Regions from separate parts of the Gasterosteus aculeatus genome. Here region 1 is linked to region 2. Evidence: chromatin contacts called from public Hi-C data. All regions are on one chromosome and are shown on one strand. The core of a region is the stretch at or near the end of the contact, and the rest is flanking DNA. Distances in the headings are between cores, read along the strand shown. Region 1 holds the start of tmem106ba (transmembrane protein 106Ba). Region 2 overlaps thsd7ab (thrombospondin, type I, domain containing 7Ab).

Region 1 (2,700 bases), core at 15-2,514, 110 kb after region 2:
CAAAAGCAAAGACAAGTACAATCATTTGAGATATTCTGGAATGTTGCGGTGTTTCATTTGAAGCCTCCAAAACTCTTACTTGGGTTCATTTTTAACGAACATATACGGGAAAGTATTTGAAAGGAGGTAGTTGATATACGAGTAGAAGAAGGACTTTGATAGTTTTTGTGAGTAGCGTTACCTTAATTAGTAGTATTATTACTTTAGTTTATTATCTAAACAAGTATTTAAAGTTTGACTCAAATAATCATGAATAAAATGACAATAAGACACTGCTCATCACATATAAGGACATAAAACAATAAAGGTAAAACCCCCCAAAGTGTTTCAATTTATTTCAGGAGACATTGCTACAATTTTTGGATTTTCGGTTTTGTGGGAGGAAGTTTTCACTGGCAAAAGTCTGGTTTAAAGTACACGTTAATAGAATGATGGGATCAAGTTTTTGTAATAATGGGTCAGATTTTCTTTATTTCCTTGAGGCACATGTTTGCCTCTGTGGGCTTTTGTGATACATAACATTTAAAGAGACTTAGCCGATGGTCCACCTATATGATCCACTTTATTTTGTGAATAGTGTTAAAGGGCATTTATGGTGGAAGAATCTAGTCACAGTTATTCAAATACTATTGTAAGTGTTTTCAATTGGTTCTACTTTACACTTATAAATCACTGCATTCAGATTAAAATACTGCCATTTTAACTCCACGTTATATACCGACAGTTTAAGCTGGTATGCGGATGGAGATTTTACATGTAGAAATATGATAAACCTCTTAAATATAATACATACTTAACTATAAAACAGTGGATAAAGTAACCGCCATCAGTTCTCTCGTGTGTAACTACGACCAGGGCCGATATTAAATGAATCATTAAATTATAATACATCACAAATAATAATCCAATGACATGGAACATATACCTGTACAATAATCATGGCATACTGGAATGCAGTACATTTTATCAAATTTAAGATACACATTTCTTTTTCAATTCAGTGTAACAATCTACAATATAGAAAATGCTGATTGAAAATGCTGATTGAGAATGCATGAGGGATAATAATCAAACGACACATTAAGGTAACGCTACTCACAAAAACTATCAAAGTCCTTCTTCTACTCGTATATCATTATATATATATATATATATATATATATATATATATATATATATATATATACACCAGTATTACAATCACAGGGGGAATGTTACAAGTGACATTGCTCAAATACTCAACCGGTTTCGAAGACTTAATGTTGATCTTGATGTGTCGTGGCGGGGTCCCACCGCTAGATGGCGCCCCCGCTAGGACTCTGACCAATGGGGGGAGGAGGGAGGGGCTCCGTGTCGCCATTGACGTGCCGAGCCAAAACAAAGCAGCGAACGACAAGGCGAATGTCCACCAAGTGACACAGGGAAACGGGTAAGGACGCGCATCTACCTTAAAGATAACGACACGCGGGCCCGCTCGCGCTCGGCGTGTTCTATCCGTCACGGTGAGGTAACTGCGACGCCGCCGTTGATTCACTACGACACGGTTGATTAAATGTCAGGAGGACGACGACGACTGCGTTGAAATGCTCGTTTGTTAAAAACCGAGCGTCGCTTTCGGTGTGTCCGTGTGAGAGAAAGGAGGGTTTCTCCCCCCCCCCGGTACGTCGTGTTCTCTCAACCGGGCTCGGACGCATAGCGGCGGCCTGTGACGTCGGCCTCTTTGCATGACAACGGTGTCGCTGGGCAACGACCAGCGGGGTGTCTCCTCCGACAGTTCGGTGTTGTCCCGGTGTCCCCGCGTTGTGGGACGACCGGTTAGTTCAGCCGCTGAGGCCTAGTGACACGGTACGACGTTCGGCCGGACTGCGGTGCATGCTGGGAGCAACCGGTGTTACACAACGCATGTCGTTTTATAACAGTAGACAAGTTTTTACATTGATTTAGATCTTGATCTAATGTAAAAACATTATTAAAATACTCCTGCTTTTTCCAGTCTTGATTAAATATGTATCGAGACATTTTCAGTAAAAGTTTGACAGTGTTGATAAAACTGGTGTGTGTCTGCTGCTGGTTTTGGTGAATATTGGTTGGATAACATTTGTTATAAAAATGATCAAGTGTAATACGTTGTGTAGACTATCTGGTAAAAATAATAACAATAAATAGTACGTTTTAGCAAGATAACCAGTAGATATAAAAGTCCTTCTATTACAGCATGTTGATATATGACTGAATTTTACATCGTGATGGATGATTTAATGTGTACATTACTGTTATGAGGAAAAGGTAAAGCTACTTTGAATAACTTTATAAACTGCAGAGAAATCAGTAATATAACATTCAACTGAAAAGTGAATTGGGGATGTAATGGAGTATGCAGTCAAATATAGTGAAAGTAGCATAACAACTTCCAGTTTTTGCTTCCTAAACTTCCACCTCGGTGCAATTCAGAGGATAATGTTGCAGCGGTTACTTGACTACATTAATTTCATTCGACGCATATAAGTACAAGTATAAATACGTTAATTTGAATGAAAATTATATAAATATAGCCAAACAGTGCTCTTTAAGCACCTCATTTATGAATATAATAGTGATCTCCAGTCCAGTCAGTGCTAAAGACCAACAGGTTCAATTATATTTCTTAAAAAGCCCTTTTTTGAGTTGCAGACTGGGCAGTGGCCCTGAAGGTTATGCAAA
Region 2 (2,700 bases), core at 181-2,680:
TATTTCCCAACAGATCACACAAAGATAGTTTACACTATTCAGATTTGGATGTTCGATTAGTTTCCCTCAGAAGTAACATCAAGGTTCCTTTGTAGAAAAAGAAGTAGAAGTACTTTGCAAGAACAAGTACTTTTTTATCTGCTTTATACTATTACACATTTCACTCCACCACGGCTATTTTGACAGCTTCAGTTGCTTGATACTTTGCATAGACAACTAATACAAAATTATATATCTATATATATATAGATATATAATCAATTTTAATGTATCAAGCTACTCTAAGTATTTTGTTAAAGTCGTAAACATCTGCTCCCTTTACACCGGCTGCAACATTACAGATAATAGTCATCATCCAATGATCAAATACATGTTATTCTCAAATAATGCTTGTACTTAAGCTACTTTAATGCTCATTCTTTTTCTAAATGTGATTTGAATGTCTCCCAAAGTTCAGCAGGAACTCATCATTTATTTCTCCTTTTACCTACAATGACACTTGTTACTACAGTTACCTTGTTTCAAGCACGTTTCACGTCTCACTGTAATGAAGCACAGGAGGAGGAACCTTCATGTGGACCATAAAGGACGTGTGGAAGTTCCTGCTCTGACAGGCGTCGACTCAAATCTGTTCTGCCCTCCCGCCTCCCGAAATGTTTCCCCTGCTGTCATGCACCATCAGTCACAACGCAGTGTGCGGCTGCACCTCTCAAACCTTAACGTCCCGGCGGCCTCGGAGGGGGGCGGCGAGGTTCGTGTGCCCGATGCGTCTTTTGTTTCTTTAATGCGTCAGTTTTAGTTGGCGCGTTAAACCCGCCGACACAAAGCACTAGTGCGTTATGCCGTCGCCGCGTGACGTTACCTCGGGGATTACGCGCCGCTCGACAGGGAGGGAAAGTTTGGCGAAAGCCGGGTTTTGTTAAACCCCTTCTGATGAACCTAAAAAGGCATCGTGGGCACTTGTCTTTGTTGTTGAGAGGTAAAATTAGAAATATTTTTTAAATAAAAAGAGTTTTTTGGAGGACGTTGAATGTGTGTTTGGATTGTAAAGCCATCCGAAGGGATTTGTGATGTTAAGTTATACTAATTAAGTGAATTGAACCGAGCCCTTCAGTTTAACGTGTGATTATTAATATACTCTATTGCTTTGTGGTAACAACACTCACTAACATATATTGCTGTGTCCTTGTTCATTTTCTGCCTCCTCTTTATTTGCTGTTTTTTCTGATCAGGTCTTGACTACCTCGGGGGAGAACATTAAGGTGGAGTTAGCTCCCCGACTGCTATACACTGGCCTAGTGGCGAGGTGGTCTGACCTGGTCCGTAAGGCTGCAGGTACCAGGTGCGCCCGCTGCGTCCGGGCTGCGCGGTGGAGGGCAGGGTGGGGTTAATGGCACGACTGGTCTTCACATCCCCTTTCTTGTCCCCCGCCGTGGGGATCTCCAGGACCGGGATGGGGGCGCACTGGTCCAGCTGCCCGCTGGCCGACAGCACCTCCGTGAAGCCCTCCTCGCACGCGCAGGTAGCGGCCTGCAGGGGGCAGCACAGAGCCGTGTTTGGTTTGCAGACACGGCACATGAAGGAAAACGACGGGCCACGTCTCTTATGTCAGAGTCTAAGACGTTAAGATACACATTTCAGAGCATGTCGCCGTCAGTGATGATACCGTTTCTGTGTAATGGGAGGAATAAATATCAGAAAGACTTTTCTGTTCATGAAGTGGAATTCACACCTCGCGAAACTGAAGGTAACATTCATAAAGGTGGGATTTGTTGCTGCACTCTTAGAAAGTCCTCCTCATGAACGGAGTGCATTTGTCACGCTGGTCCGGGGAATTGAACCTGTGACCTCAGATGTCCTGACTCATCATCAGATGAGTGTGACCTTCCTGCTCTGCTCTGCAGGCGTTTACACCCGGCCGTTACTGCTGGTCTAAAAAACAACGAGCCGTTAGTCTCCATAAACGTTCAGATTCACCGGCTGCCGTATCGGGTGAGCGTAGAAAATGTTTCTCTATGACTTTGACGCCGCACAGCTGAGTGACAGCTGCGGCTTTCACATCTTGATGCAGCATTCTAATTCAATTCTGACAGCAGCGAGCGGACCGTGGACCTTCGCTTTGACGGCTGCGTCTCCCTCGTTGTTTCCATTGTTTTGGTCCGTGTGTGCAACGGCGAATGTTCTCCATGAGATGAGCTCTTCACTCTTTTCATTTACTGTAACAGGCGACGGGGGAAGAAGGAGCCGCTCACCTCGCTGCAGAAGGACTTTGTCTTGAGACACGGAGGGTCACAGGAGTCGTTGCTCTCTGGGGGGCTCAGAGGAGGACAACCTCCTGCGGGAGATCGGGGGGGGGGGGGGGGGGGGGGGGGGGGCGGCACAGAAGGGGGGGGGGGGGGGGGAGGGGGAGGGGGGATGAGTCAAAGGAAATCCTTCCTTGCTGAGTACTGCTGTCGCTTCGAGGAAGAAAATGTACATGTTTTAGATTGAAAAGCTGCCTGTGAAACCTCCGTCCAGGAAAGGACAAATACGGAGACAAGTCCATAGTTATTCTATTCTTTTAGCAAAGGTATATTTCTGACATTTCAGACAGTTACCAATTTACCGACGTGGAGCTTACATTGAGCTGCCGTTCCAAATACGGCGCAGGAATGTTTCCCAAATGGTTTGACTTGAATAAACCGAGGTGTACTTACAGCC

Evidence for each region. A called contact is a pair of places that touch in the nucleus more often than the background predicts.
Region 1: a contact with region 2 is called in a Hi-C map of skeletal muscle, with 14 times the contacts expected there. The contact joins the promoter of tmem106ba here to the enhancer-like site in region 2. A contact is called at or near these places in 4 of 6 Hi-C or Micro-C datasets (skeletal muscle, tail fin and whole body).

Annotation. Positions count from the first base shown.
Region 1 is chr20:5,316,986-5,319,685 of fGasAcu3.hap1.1, forward strand. It overlaps tmem106ba (transmembrane protein 106Ba), which reads left to right and starts at 1,265. Exons shown (of 8, transcript XM_040164408.2): 1 at 1,265-1,429.
Region 2 is chr20:5,211,076-5,213,775 of fGasAcu3.hap1.1, forward strand. It overlaps thsd7ab (thrombospondin, type I, domain containing 7Ab), which reads right to left. Exons shown (of 29, transcript XM_040164405.2): 26 at 2,253-2,335; 27 at 1,317-1,530. Among protein-coding and RNA genes, the nearest start is that of LOC120811090, 8.2 kb to the left of the region's middle. Within about 2 kb of position 1,431, at least 1 of the 9 cell types and tissues checked has open chromatin away from gene starts, as enhancers often do.